Regions from separate parts of the Mus musculus genome. Here regions 1, 2 and 4 are each linked to region 3. Evidence: chromatin contacts called from public HiChIP or PLAC-seq and promoter capture Hi-C data. All regions are on one chromosome and are shown on one strand. The core of a region is the stretch at or near the end of the contact, and the rest is flanking DNA. Distances in the headings are between cores, read along the strand shown.

The links. Promoter capture Hi-C pulls out the DNA fragments that hold promoters and counts their contacts. HiChIP or PLAC-seq counts read pairs in DNA pulled down with a chosen protein or histone mark.
Region 1: an HNF4G HiChIP or PLAC-seq map of pancreatic cancer cells shows a contact between it and region 3. The contact joins the promoter of Rhbdl3 here to the promoter of Tmem98 in region 3. A contact is called at or near these places in 2 of 39 promoter capture datasets (pre-B cells and stem cell-derived epiblast-like cells), 1 of 484 Hi-C or Micro-C datasets (embryonic stem cells) and 1 of 115 datasets of contacts at active chromatin or transcription factors (pancreatic cancer cells).
Region 2: a contact with region 3 is called in an H3K4me3 HiChIP or PLAC-seq map of stem cell-derived neural progenitor cells, with 3 times the contacts expected there. The contact joins the promoter of Cdk5r1 here to the promoter of Tmem98 in region 3. A contact is called at or near these places in 17 of 484 Hi-C or Micro-C datasets (B cells, the HL-1 cell line, cerebellum and 11 more), 13 of 115 datasets of contacts at active chromatin or transcription factors (cardiomyocytes, embryonic stem cells, extraembryonic endoderm stem cells and 6 more) and 2 of 9 other capture datasets (embryonic stem cells and liver).
Region 4: a contact with region 3 is called in a promoter capture Hi-C map of stem cell-derived epiblast-like cells, with 4 times the contacts expected there. The contact joins the promoter of C030013C21Rik here to the promoter of Tmem98 in region 3. A contact is called at or near these places in 4 of 39 promoter capture datasets (the 3T3-L1 cell line, embryonic stem cells, hematopoietic stem and progenitor cells and 1 more), 1 of 15 datasets of contacts at CTCF or cohesin (the NIH/3T3 cell line) and 3 of 115 datasets of contacts at active chromatin or transcription factors (embryonic stem cells and large pre-B cells).

The regions. Positions count from the first base shown.
Region 1 is chr11:80,299,339-80,302,908 of GRCm38.p6, forward strand. It overlaps Rhbdl3 (rhomboid like 3), which reads left to right and starts at 1,574. Exons shown (of 9, transcript NM_139228.3): 1 at 1,574-1,933; 2 at 3,326-3,349. The coding sequence starts at 1,823.
Region 2 is chr11:80,474,973-80,478,449 of GRCm38.p6, forward strand. Cdk5r1 (cyclin-dependent kinase 5, regulatory subunit 1 (p35)) reads left to right here and starts at 2,051. Exons shown (of 1, transcript NM_009871.3): 1 at 2,051-3,477. The coding sequence starts at 2,537. The coding sequence ends at 3,460.
Region 3 is chr11:80,808,370-80,811,787 of GRCm38.p6, forward strand. It overlaps Tmem98 (transmembrane protein 98), which reads left to right and starts at 1,997. Exons shown (of 7, transcript NM_029537.2): 1 at 1,997-2,090. It overlaps Gm31228 (a long non-coding RNA gene), which reads right to left. Exons shown (of 6, transcript XR_001780272.2): 5 at 1-760.
Region 4 is chr11:80,507,841-80,511,221 of GRCm38.p6, forward strand. C030013C21Rik (RIKEN cDNA C030013C21 gene) reads right to left here and starts at 1,266. Exons shown (of 3, transcript NR_126552.1): 1 at 716-1,266; 2 at 95-202. The region is part of intron 21 of Myo1d (myosin ID); the gene reads right to left. It overlaps Gm31109 (a long non-coding RNA gene), which reads left to right and starts at 1,437. Exons shown (of 2, transcript XR_003949722.1): 1 at 1,437-1,521; 2 at 3,217-3,381.

The DNA.
Region 1 (3,570 bases), core at 324-2,823, 510 kb before region 3:
GGGAGGGGGGTGTGTCAGTGGATGCTGGACATCTCTGCAGAGTGGCCTTCTCTTCCACGCACCTGTCTCTTTCCAATCCCCCTGTAACCAGGCTTTCAGAACCAGCTCTTTCCCAAAGGTCTGAATGTAACAGAGCCAGCACTGCTCATGTTATGTCCAGCCAACGGTAGCAGGGGAGGTAGAGACAGGGTCCCTGGCCCTCAGGGCCCCAGCAGTTGCTTATCCTAATAGGCTTTTTTATCAGAAAGAATTCAGCCTCTCTTCTGTCCCCTGAAGGCAGTTTTCAAAAAAATCACACCCCCATGCAGACAGTTTTATTTACAAGGAAATCTTGGCAGGATCTTGACTTGTTAGTAGAGTAGAGATGGGGGAGGGGTGGCAAGAAACAAAAATAGTTGGAATGATCACACTTTCTGAAACCGAGATGAAAATTGGTGTCTGTTGCAAACTCACCTAATTAGGATGGAACTGATTTCCTTCTGGGTTTAAGAGGAGTAGTCAGTGCTGGGCGAGATGGTCACAGGTTGGATCCTGGGTTTGCACGATGTGGTTACATTTGCGTTATGAAAATGAAGGTGTTAATTGCAACTTCTGATAATAATAATAATCCTTTGGACGTCGAGAGGGGTAATGATGATGCGGAGAGGTTGAAGGGCTTTGGTTCTGTATGTAGGCTGCCGGAGGAGCGGGGGTGGGGGTGTGTGTGGGTGTGGGGAGTGTGGGAGGGGGAGGGGCGGCTGAACCAGGACTGAGCCCCTGAGCCTCCCTTGAGGAGCATCTACCCCAGCCCGGGCACTGGCACAAATTATAGTTAGGTGGGAAGATCGCTTTTCCCACAGGTACTCTGTCTCCCATTTTTCTTCTTTAAACATCCTTTAGTACTTTGCTAACTTCATTCCTGGTTTTTAGTTTTAGTTTTTTGTTTTTGTTCCCCACCACCCCCACCCCCACCCCCGGCCAGCTCTCCCCCCACCCCGCAATCCCTCCCCGGCACTCCACCCCTCCGCTCCTGTCTGGCAGGGCACTACTTTCCTGGATTTAACATGGTCGAGAAACCTGAAGATAGCATACAGCTCTAGATGGAGAGGTAGGGCAAAGGTTAGGATTTAGGGTCCCAAACCACCTGACCTTTCTCTCATCTCTAGGCTTTCCCAGACCTCCCAGAATCCAAGACCACAGCGAACAGAGAGAGGTCTTAAGGGTGGCTGGTGGAATCCAATTTTCACATCTCACTCTCAATTCAGTCCTATTTAACCCTGACATGGCCAACTTCGTGAGAACCTCGCTTCTGCCTCCGTCACACAATCTGCTGCTTCCAAGTGATGGTTAACCCGGTGCTGAGCTGAGCAGGCTGAGGGCAACGCAGTCCCCATCTCCGGGCGGGAGGAGCGGCGGCTTGTCGCTCGCCTCCCGGCAGCCAGCCCTCCCTCTTTCCCTCCCTCCCTCCCCGCGGGCGGCCTGGGGGGGCGGGGGCCCCGCGAGCAGCCCCGCCCCCGCCGCGCGCCACCCCGGAGGAGTCCGTGGGGAGGAGGAGGCTCGCGCGCAGAGCGGGGGCCGCGCGGAGCGGGAAGGAGCGCGGGGAGCGGTAGGGCCCGGCTGGCCCAAGGGCGCCCTGCCTCGGGCCCGCGACAGAGGCCAAGAAGTTTGGCGGCTAGGGGCCCAGCGCCCCGGGTCGCGGGGGCCGCAGTGAGGGCGGTGGGGAGAGCAGAACCATGGGAGCGAGCGCGGAGGCGGCGAGGGGCGCAGCTAGCTCCTGGAGCAGCACGGCCGCGGCGGCGCAAAGTTAGCCCGGCGCCCCGGGACGAGCGCCGCAGTCTGGGCCATGGGCGAGCACCCCAGCCCCGGCCCCGCAGTGGCCGCCTGCGCGGAGGCTGAGCGCATCGAGGAGCTGGAGCCCGAGGCCGAGGAGCGACTGCCCGCCGCGCCAGAAGACGTGAGTGCCCCCTCCTGTGTCCCTCAAACTTTCTGGGGGGCGCCACGCGGGGAGACGCCACTGCCTCAGCTCCCTACCCCGCAGACAACTTAGAGGCTTCAAGGTTATGTCACCGGAGCGTCCGGGATGAGTCGGGGGTCCCCGAGGGTAGGAGAGATAGGTCTCCCCCAAATGCAAGCGCGCGCTCCCCACCCCGCTCGGGTTCCCGCGGCTTCACTGCGGGACACAGCCCGGGCCACTGCGCCGGGAACCTGTCGGCTGCCGAGCCCCCTCCCCGCGGCTGGTGCAGTGCCCGGGACACGGCGTTTTCCTGCAGAGGCGGCCGCGTCACTGTAGTGACTTCCCCTCCCCTCCCCTCAGCGACCTGCGGACTCTGCAAGCCCGGGGAAGGAACCGGCGCCGCAGATGCCCAGTCTCTGATCAGCGCAGACCGCTCTGGAGACCCCTTCTCGGCTGCCAGATTAGCTCCCGCCGGCGTCAGTCCGGTCGCGACACTGATTGAAATTCAAACTGATCTCAGTCCCTGAACCCAGCCAGAGCTAGCTGGGTCGAAATGCTCCCAGCAGGGGGCTCAGGAGTCCCTGACCACCTCGGTGCCAGGAACGGTCCCCTGGGGCAGGGTAGGGAGGGGTTACTCCAGAGGGCTTTCCTGCCATCTGCCGCTTAGATCTCTTGTCTGCTGTCCTGGGAGGCGAGGCAGGATCTGGAAAGCCCCGGGTGCTTGAGTTGATGAAACTACTCCCTCTCGGCACCCTGCCTCGGACCTGTCCCTCCTTCAGAGTAAAATTAAACCAGAAACCCCAGCCTACGAAACCACAGCCAGCAAATCTGAATGGGCCGGGAGTCTAACATCTCTCGGGTTTGCGTAACTAAACCTGTCACTTTGTCCTGGCCCTAACTCCTGAGAGAGTCTTCTGTATTCAGTACTTGCACTCAGTCTTGGAAGCATATTGGGGAACACACACACACACACACACACACACACACACACACAGAGTGCTCAAGCAGGGGCGAGTCTCCTGAGCAGAGTCCTCCAACAGACAAGGTCTGAAGGTGTACTCCGGGAGTAGATGTGGACGTGACCTTTCCGTAGCAGAAGTTATCAGAAACCCGGAGACACGGTTGGGAATCGTCCTTGTTCTCATTCCAGCATCTGACTGTGTTCCCCCCCCCCAAAAAAAAACACCCCATTCCCACACCGTACTGTGCGAGTTCTGCCTTCGCTCACACGGGGACTTTTCAGGTTTCATCTGGGGGGCCCCTGAACCTGATTCTGACTGCTGGGCAACAGCTGGGAGGTGATGTCAGAAACCTCAGGGGTCTACAGAAACCTTGGTGATAAGTGCCTTTCTTTCTCTTCTTCCTCTCCCGCATGGCCTCCCTCTCTACCAGCACTGGAAAGTCCTGTTTGAAAAGGTATGTGAGCAGTTAAATACCTTTCTTCTTCCCAGCCCTGCCTGAAACCGGTCTCAGTCTTCCTGCTTGACTGCGTGGGCTTTCCTAGCTCAGTGCTCCGGAGATGGTGACGTGCTATGGAGGCGTGGCTTAATACATCTAGGGCGGAGCCACACGGTGCTCTGGGTATCCGGAGACAGCAGTAGGCTCCCTAGAGAGAAATCGTTCATCCCTACAAATTC
Region 2 (3,477 bases), core at 801-3,300, 330 kb before region 3:
TTGCTCTTTGCCAGGCTCTTAGGCTTTCTGCCCAAAAACTAGCCACTGTTGGGAGTTCCGCTGCCCTGACTGCTTCCGTGAAGCAAGCGTACCAGGCGTGGCCTAGGTGAGTAGGGTTCCTGACAACCTCTCACCTCAGCATGTAGTATGGTAGTGCCATCCTGCTTCTGTTCTGCAAACACGAGGAGGCTGGGGTAGTTGGCAGAGGTTTTCGAAGGTAATGGGGTAGGGTTGGCCAGACAGAAGACAAGAGAGAACACGCATGTGGCCGTGCTGGAGAAGGCCCGTGACCTCTAGGATTGAATTGTAAAAGCTGGAATTCAGTTGCAGGCAACAGCAGGCCCGGGTCTTTCTAATGGGTGGATCTCTGCCTTTGGAGGGCTGTGTATAATTAGGGAAGTAGAACACATTTAACTTTTGCTTAATCCTGGAATTTGAAGGGGACCATAAGCATGAAGTCAGCTCAGAGGCTGGTTTTTAGCGGTTGCCTTTCCAGGTAGAAGAAACATTGGGGGAGCTGGTCTGAAAGGCCTTAGGAAGATGGCTTACAGCCTACTATGATGAAAAGGAAGAGACCCAGGGCCGCCCTACTGAAGAGCAGCTAGGGGGTTGAGTCTGACCCTTGAGGCTCGGTCTCAGTGTCAGTGTTGAGAGCGCTCTTGGAGAGGGTTTTCGTTGGAGCTGGTATGGTGGCTCATGCCTGAATCCTAACTGAACATTGAAGCAGGAGGATGGCAAGGTGCTGGCGGCCTGTGTCTCAAGGAAAGGTTCCAAGTCATGGATTAATTTTGAGCAGAGTTGTTAGAAAGCCAGTGTGACACTGGCCTTCATTCCCCGTCCCCCAATGTAATTATTTACTCTCCCCCTTCCCGGTTTGAGTTGAAGTCTCCATCCTCACCACAGCACGTCCTACTACTGGCTCTGGACCATACTCCAGAGCTGTGAGCTAACACTTCATTATTTCGTTTATAGGTTACCCAGTGTCAGGTGCTGTGTTCTAGTAATAGCAGGTACCACTCTGTTCTATGAGAAACATTGTTAGGAAGGGGCCACAGCGAAGCTAGCCATCCTGTGTGCTTGGTAAGGTCCTGGAAAAACTTTTTTTGGGGGGTGGGGTGGGGTGGTAACAGGGCAGGGCACTTACCTCTCTGGTCACCCTGGTCCCTAACCTGGAAGTACTTAAGCCTAATGACCTCAACAAGATTCTTGTTTTGGGTGTTTTCAGGAATTCTCTCAGGTTCGGAGTTGGGAGTCTGAGTTAAGATACAGGTTGGCTTATTTGACAATTTGGGTCTCCAGAACCAGTCCAGAATGAATGACTTGTAATTCGGCAGTGGCCTTTGTGAAGGACATGGAGGCTGATTGTGAACTATGTGTCGGTAGTCAGAACCAGATTTTCTTGCAATTTTACTGTCATCAAGTTTTAAAATGGGCAAATAAGAAACTGGCCTAAAGGCGCAGCAGCTTCAATTTTGACAGCCTCCGTGATAGGATCTCTAGGCCGCCCTCATCCTTCTGGCCTGGCTTTCCTAGAGTCTTAATGGGTGCCGGGCTTTTACGCTGATGCTGATTGCGGCTCTTCCTTTCTCCAGCGCCCGGGCCAGCTCTCCGCACCGCCCGCAGCCTCTGCCAAGGGGGCCGCGGCGGGAACAAAGGCAGCACGTGTCTGGGCGGGGCCCGCCCTCCGCCCCGCCCGCCCCCTCGCCCTCCCGCCCGCCCTCCCGCCTGGAGAGCTCCGCTGCGCGGCGCCGGAGCTCACGAGGCCGGGCTCCGCGCGCGGCGCAGGCACCTTCCAGGTGGAGACCCGGCTTCGCGCGTTCCCGCCGCCCGCGCCGTGTCCCGTAATGGGCGCGCCCACTAGAGGCGCCACCGTGCGCCGCTCGCGCTGAGGGACGCGAGTGGCGGCGACCTGGCGGCGAGACCGAGCGGGCGTGTGGACCGCGCGCGCGATCCGGAGAGGCGGCTTGCAAGGCGCGCGCCGGGGCGGGGCGGGGCGGGGCCGGCGGGCTCGCGGCGGAGACGCAGGCGGGGGCCGGGCGGGGGCGGGGCCGCGGCGTCTGCAGAACCTTGGACAGAAGCAGGGAGCCGCCGCCGCGCCGAGTCGAGCACCCGGGCCGCGGCGCGCATTGCGGAGGGCCTGGGACGCAGCGGCTGCGCCTGCCGCGGGAGCCTGCCTGACTGCGGGTAAGCCTGCGCGGACCGGGGCCGTGTGCGCGGCCTGGTTGGATTCCTGCTGCGGAGGCCACTGCGGCTCTTTGACCGGTGCCGCAGTGGAAGCACAGGCTGGGGCTCGACGGGGCCGCAGCCCGGGGGTTCGGGCCTCGGAAGTGCGAGCGGAGGGGCGCGGCGTGGAGCCCCGCCCGGGGCTGAGAACCATCTTGTTTTCCACGCAGATCCGCAGGACTAAACGCGTCGTGTCCCGGGAGCGCCTCCTTTCTCTCTGCGGCCGCTACAGGCTCGGTAAGCCTTTACCCCCCTCCAGCCGGCAGGCTGGGCGCGCGGGGGTGCCGGCCCCTGCCGGGCGCGCAGTGGCACCATGGGCACGGTGCTGTCCCTATCCCCCAGCTATCGGAAGGCCACACTGTTTGAGGATGGCGCGGCCACCGTGGGCCACTACACGGCCGTGCAGAACAGCAAGAACGCCAAGGACAAGAACCTGAAGCGGCACTCCATCATCTCGGTGCTGCCTTGGAAGAGGATCGTGGCGGTGTCAGCGAAGAAGAAGAACTCCAAGAAGGCGCAGCCCAACAGCAGCTACCAGAGCAACATCGCGCATCTCAACAATGAGAACCTGAAGAAGTCGCTGTCCTGTGCCAACCTGTCCACATTCGCCCAGCCCCCGCCGGCTCAGCCGCCCGCACCCCCAGCCAGCCAGCTTTCTGGCTCCCAGACTGGGGTCTCCTCTTCTGTCAAGAAGGCCCCGCACCCTGCCATCACCTCTGCAGGGACACCCAAACGGGTCATCGTCCAGGCGTCCACTAGTGAGCTGCTGCGCTGCCTGGGTGAGTTTCTCTGCCGCCGGTGCTACCGCCTGAAGCACTTGTCCCCAACGGACCCCGTGCTCTGGCTGCGCAGCGTGGACCGCTCCCTGCTTCTGCAGGGCTGGCAGGACCAGGGTTTCATCACACCGGCCAATGTGGTCTTCCTCTACATGCTCTGCAGGGATGTCATCTCCTCTGAGGTGGGCTCCGACCATGAGCTCCAGGCTGTCCTGCTGACCTGTCTGTACCTCTCCTATTCCTACATGGGCAATGAGATCTCCTACCCGCTCAAGCCCTTCCTGGTAGAGAGCTGTAAGGAAGCCTTTTGGGACCGTTGCCTCTCAGTTATCAACCTCATGAGCTCCAAGATGCTGCAGATCAATGCCGACCCACACTATTTCACACAAGTGTTCTCTGACTTGAAGAATGAGAGCGGTCAGGAGGACAAGAAGCGACTCCTCCTGGGGCTGGATCGGTGAGCCCCTGTAGCCGGTAT
Region 3 (3,418 bases), core at 747-3,246:
GTCTTCTCTGATGGCACTAGAGATGCTTCAGTGGGGGTTGGAATGGCAGAAGTTCTGGAATAGTGGGTGACAGCGGGCTGGGAAAGGTATGCAGTATCCAGGACCCCCTTCTCTGCTTAGCGGGTGGGTAGCATGTGGTTCATCGGGGGAACTCACATCATCTGCTCTGGGTGGCTGCTTGTATGTTTGGTTTCTCTTTCGGAAAATGTTCATTTGTGTTACATCTCTTGTGTAGTCATAAAACCTCAGAGCTGGCCACGGAGGTCACATAGTTGAACTTCCCAGCTTAAGCCCATCTGTCATCCAGCCACCAAGGCAAACAGAAACAGTTCATCTAGGAGACTCTCCAGGATATGAAGACACTGCCCCTAGTGCCTTTTTCTGATATTTGCTGCTGTGCTGTGACCTTTCCCTCACTGATAGGCACAGAGCTCCAAAGGTCTGCATGAAAGCACTTCAGAGGGTGATAAAACCACTCCCCAGCCTTCTCTTCCAGATAGGACGCCAAGAATTGGAAGCAAAGGTCCTCCTCCCCCTCCTCCTTCCCCCTACCCCTCCTCCTCCCCCTCCCAAGTGCTGGGGATCAAACATGGCTTGTGCATGTTGGGTTCACTCTACCACTAGGCTGTGCGGTGCATACGAAGACTGGATGTTGACATTCAGTGTCCTCTTGCACTCGGTAGGTTTCTATTGCTGTGAATACCATTGCCAAAAGCAACTTGAGGAACAAAGGATTCATCTCACCTTACAGGCTTCAGTCCTGAAAGGAAGTCAGGGAAGGAACTCAGCAGGAACCTGGAGGCAGGAACTGAAGCACAGACCTCAGAGGAGTGTAGCTTACTGGCTTGCTCCTCATGGGATGCTCAACCTGCTTCCTTATACAACCTAGGACTGCTTGTCTGGAGGTGACATCCCTTGCATTGGGTAGAACACTTGTATCACATGCAAGAAGTCCTGCATCCAACCTCTAGCAGGGCAAAAAAGGAGCACAAACAAACACACCAAACTAAACAAAAAGACTGGGGTCTGGAGGAGACTATAGGCTCTGGTTTGCAGATACTGCATCGAGTTGATGGAGAAATCACCTGCATCCTTTGGTTCTTGTCATCTTAGGTCCTTGCAAGTGGGGTTGTTTTAGATCTGGACAGGCCACCCACGTTTTACTCGGCCTATGCAGGCTCTGCCTTTTCCTCAGGGCAGATCAGGATATAACTAACCATCCAAAGCCCACTCACTTCTCATTGTAAAACATGGTCTTTATAGACTTTGGGATCCTTACCCAGAATAGTCTGCTCCGTAAGCCTTTGCGGGGGGGGGGGGGGGGGGGGAGGGGGGGCCTGGAATCCTAAACTGCTGCTATCAGCTGGCATCTTTAGGCCCGAAAGCAGCCTATTGGTGACTGTCAACAGCCTGGACTGCGTCCTGACCCGTGAGGTATGTTCTCTCTGCAGTAGGATTTTTAGAACGCACGACTGCCTGCCAGGGTCCTGGCTAGGCAGTGTTTAGCAAGACTCTTTAAGTTAGGCTACTGGTTCACTTTTAGCCCTGGGCCAGGCTCTTGCCCCAAAATGTGTGCAGTGTGTCACTGACCCTGACACCAGTTTCCAGGGTCATTACAGAGGAGGGCGGCAAGGCACAGAGAAGTGAGGTCAAATCGCTCACAGCTATTGAGTCCTTACAATCAATCTGCACACAGCAGCTAGGGCAGCGACCCAGCACTGTGTAAACTGTGGGAGCTCCTACCCCCCACCCCAGGCTGTCCAGCTGGAGGGCAGTGGGTGTGGATGCATCCTGCCCTGGCTTCCGTGGGTGCACGTGGAGGGGTCCTCCGATCGTCAGTGACTGTCTCCCAGCTGCCCTGGCCTCCCGGGACGCCAATCCCCAGGCGGCCAGGGGCCTGGCGGGGACGGCGGCGCCTGGCAGCGGGGGATTTGGGTGCGCTGGCTGGGCCGCCCCGCCGGGGGTGGATCTGGGTCGTCGGCCCGCCCGCCCTCCCGGCATGCCCTGCTGCTGGCCGCTGCGGGCAGCACTCGGACTTGGCCTTGGGGGGGGATCGCGGGGAGCCGGCGTACCCCGGAGCTGCAATTGAGGTGGGTGAGCACGCGGGGCGGGTGGCGGGTGGCGGGTGGCGGGAAGGCTCTCTGTGGGCTGCTGGGACACTGCTTTGTTCTGCCCTGCGGAAACGGAGCAGCGCGCAAGTTGGGGACCAAAGTTGAGCGCGCGTACCAGCCTTCCCTGGGGGCGGCAGGCGGGCCAAAGAAGGGAGAGAGTTGGATCTTGATGGGTTTAAAATCAAATGGAGGGGAAAGCTAAGAGGGAGATGGAACGAGAAAGAGAGATGCAGGGAGAGAGGAAAAGTCACGGAGATACAGAGAACACACAAAGAAAGAAAAGCGCACAAAGGAACGCCCACACCGAGGGATCGCAGAAGGCGGCTGAGGGAAAGTTCAAGAAAGCAAAGACCTCAAAGAAAGTACTGAAAAAGAGAGAAGAGGAAAGCGGCACTCTCTTGCGGGATGGTGGTGGAGCTTGGAGAAATAGGGGCGTGGAAGGGAATATGTGGGGAGCCTGGAGAAGGGATACATTGGAGGAAAACATCTAGAGAGGAAGACATAAAAATAAGGAGGAAAGAAAACGGTTAACATTGCTAGACAGAGAAGGACAGCACAGAGTGTCTAGAGAAACTAAGGCAAACCTGTTCCCTCCCCTTCCTGCTTTCCCAACAGAGTATAAGATCAAAACAAAACAAAACAAAACAAAATAAAAACCAAAAAACTCTGTGAGAGAGCAGCGTTTGCAGACTGCTGAGGAGGCTTCCTTGGCAACTTAAGCCAGTAAAGTCCCCACCCTGTTTACCCGTTCCTCAAAATTCAGCTCAATTATCCCCAGGTTTGCGAAGGAGGCTTTTCTAGAAAGTGCCATGCAAATTGCAGTCTCTTTATTACCCAAGCCTGCACATAGCCCACCTACACAGCTGCATCCTTCTTCCCCACCAGTTCATTGTCATGGGGGAGGGGGATCTGTGTCTTCTGTCTCTAGTCTTCAGAATTCAGTGTTTGCTGTAAGCAGATGGTCAATCTGTGCTCCCCGAGTGACCATCAAGAGAGTTTGAATTCTGGGAGACATAAACATCACACATAGACTAAGTACTGTGGCGAGCCAGCCTGGGGTCCTACAGACTGCTGAGGCATAGCACTCCTTTCTGTAGGTAAAGAAACTAAACCCAGGGAGGGGAGGAAACTTTTTCAAAGGTATGCCTATGGGAGGTCTGCCCTGAAAGGATGCTGTGAAGACCACTTCTCTGAGAGGCTCTGGCCTGAGTTTAACACAGCTTGATAGGCTGCGTCACGCTGCAGGAAGTAATGGCTCACGTTCAGGATGGTGGTCCCAAAGGATTGCATCGTGTGATGATGTCCTA
Region 4 (3,381 bases), core at 16-2,515, 300 kb before region 3:
ACTTACCAACCCAACTCACTCACTCACCCACCCACCCATCTGCCCGCCCACTCAATTCACTCATAGGAGAAAGGGAGGCAGCACAGATCAGCACCTCTAATGGGAGTACACGAGAGCCACAGCAAGAGTCCACAGGAAACCCACAGGTCTGTCAGGAGTCACTCCTGTCAGTCTCATGACCAACTAGACCTTCAGGGCCATCCTGTGGGAGGGAAAAATGGCTGGGGGGGCAGTCTTTTCTGGCCCTGGACAAGTCGGGATCAACAGGGCAAATTTCCTAACCTCTGCTTGCCTCTGTCCTGGGCCATGAATGGGAATCTAGGGGAGATCCAAACTGAACGATCCAGGACAGAGTACGCTCAGCACCATGGCTGGAGAGCCACAACAGCCTCACGAGCACACCCTGTGATCGCTGTGCTGATGACCACAGAGCTGCGACAACCAGGGGTCAATTCGTTTTTCTTACAAAAAAGCATCAATGGCTTCATATGCTCAGGAAAGCACATCTATTCTCTCCGATGCTAAATGAGCATATTTATCTGTGTAGTTTCCCACGCTATAACCACCCCCGTTTCTGATTTTGATGGACCGTGTTTCCTTTTGATGTCACCTCAGGGTTTTTTTTTTTTTTTTTTTTTTTTTTTTTTTTTTTTTGCTTTGCTGGTGAGAAAGTCCCAGTTTAGTTTCACAATTAAAAAGAGAGTCACACACACACCTCTGTTGAGTATCCGGGCCCCTGCACACTTGCTGCTCAGGCCACCGGTTCAAGTTTAGGGTACAAACAGGAAACTGTTCATTCCTACTTCGTTACTTCTGTTTCCCGAGGCATCAACACAACTTGGGTTACAGCTGAGATTAGAAACCGGAAGCAGTCAGTAGGCAACAGCCTGGGCTACCAGTTGTGAAGTGGCAGCAGGAGGTTTGATCTACACAGACACATGGACTCTGAAGGCCTTTGATGCCGCCTGGGCCACCGGGTGGGTATTCCTCTGACATCCACTCTGAGGGCCCAGACTGCCACCCGCAATCTCCTTCCCCACACTTCTTTCTAAGGCTTGGTAGCTTGCTGCGAGTTAGCTCTTGGTTATTTTTAGCCCCACTAACTGCTTGAGAGGCAGCTGCAAGGCGGCAGCTGTGGAAGGCAGCTGCCGCGGCTTGATCTCTAGCCGGTATTATCTGACAGCTCTCGGCATGTGAGTTCTAAGATCCCCCTTTCTTTAGGTGAGCTCACAAGCTTTTCTCCTGGGGATGACATCAGATCTGTGTGTCCGATCACCTGCTCTGGTGGGGGACATGTGCAGAATTCCGCTAGAAAGGGAGATTCCAAATGTTTCTGACCCATAAACGCCAGGTGTGACGCAGGGGCCCTCCCACAGGGTTTCTAAGATGAGGGAGCGCCACAGAACTTCTGTCCTGCAAACTCTGATGTCACAAAAGAATGCAGAGAGAATGAGGCAGCTCACTAGCCTGCCTGGAGCCCCCTTCAGAGCCAGCATCAGATGAGACAGGTACCAGGCTGATGTGCGTACGCTATCCAGGAGAACTGGTCCAGATCCCATCTCCTCTGCTCTCTTGCATGGCTTTGCTTCTTGGCACACACACACCTCCTGCCTGCCTTTCTCTGGAGGGTCTTCAGCTACAGCATACAGCTTTTTGCCTTTAGGCTTCTGCATAGACTGTTTCCAATCTAGGTGGCGTTTAGACCTGCTTCTAGGTGTTAATTTGGGAGCTTTTTCTTGCTCCCATGTCAGCCTCACTTGTCCCTTAACCGCATTACTCCGAGGGCTGTATGGAACATTACTTTTAGGCATCTATTTTCTTTATAAATCTAAACCCTTTTAGCTAGCACATAGTGAGGCTCGGCAGATAGCTGACTGATGATGTCTTGGACTCCCCAAGAATTCCTCCCTCCCCCATCTATGCCTTTTTTTTTTTTTTTTTTTTTTTTTTTTTTTTGACATCAAATGTTCTTCACTGGGGACGGAACGCACAGTCTTGTGCACGCTAGGCCAATGCTCGGTAAACTGAGCTACATTTCCAGTCTCCAATTTTCTGTTCTTCAAATTGCCTCTTTTTCAATTGATCTCAATATATTCAAACTGAGTCCTTTGTCAATTCCCTGTCAGAAAAAGGGCTTCAGAGAAGAGATGTATGAAAATGCTGGGCTCGAAGGCACATTTGGGCTAAGGATACACACACAGGTAAACAGAGAAGAGCGGGGCTGGCTAGCTGAGCCTTTGTCGCCAGCCTCTTGAAACTTTCTTTTCTGTGGGTTGAGAAGCCTGAACCCCTGTTCCCAAGGCATTCTTGACAAGGAGTTTGCCCATCAAGACGACTTTCCCATTAACCTTGTGGCGCTGTTCTCAGCTGCCTCTCACAGAGCCCCTCTTAGGGCAGCGAGGCAGTTCACACCTGTGTCTACATTCTCTGGTGCACCTCCTTCTCTACCCAACCTCCACCATGCCAGACACAAGCCAGTGGAAACACTGGCTTCATACACAGCACCATGCTGAAGTCGTTTCCCAGCCCCCACCATTACAGTAAGTGGGGTAAGATACAAGTTTCTGCTTTAAAACGGGCACGTGAACACAGTCTCCATCCAACCAAGGGCTGCAGAAGAGCCCTCGGGTGCTCGACTGTCCGCCCCGGGGTTCCACTTGCTCTTCCTTGTACTGTTCTATCTCCATCCAGTCTCTTAGGTGACCAGATCCACCCCTTCTCGTTCCGGGGAAGCTTCCTATCTTAGGACTTGCTCCTCAGGTTCAAGGATCTAGCCTGCAGCCTCACTTATATAAGCTTGGTGGAAGGCATTTAATATACCCTGGGCCAATCAGAGCCTTTGCCTGGGGTTCATAGATTTTGAGGTAGAAAAGTTCCCCCTGTTTTTTGTTTGGTTTTGTTTTTAGGCTGTTAAACTGGCTGCAAGTGTGCCTAGGTATTCCCTATGCGGAAGCACACTATACACAGAGATGGAAAGTGGAGAAGGAGAGACAGGCAGGAGGGAGGAAGCAAAGGACTTGATGGTTCCCAATTCCTGTTCTAGGGCTTCACAGTCCACAGGCTGTCAGCTCCTTCCAGGCCATTCTGGTGTGAGTTTGTGTTGCGGGTACATGTGAGTGAGTGAGTGTGTGCATGTGAGTGTGTGTGTGTATGTGTTTGAGATAGGGTCGCAAGTAGTCCAGGCTGGTCTCAAATTTACTATATCTCCCACAATAGATGACTTTGTATTCCTGACACTCCTGCCAGGGAGCTGGGTTCCCAGGCTGCACCCCAGCTTCACCCTGAGTTTAAGCCACTTCATCTGGAAGATTCTGCGTTACACATTGAACTTGCTCCGCAGGACCCAAGGGAGTGGAAATAAGAGCGTTGTTGAGAAATGAT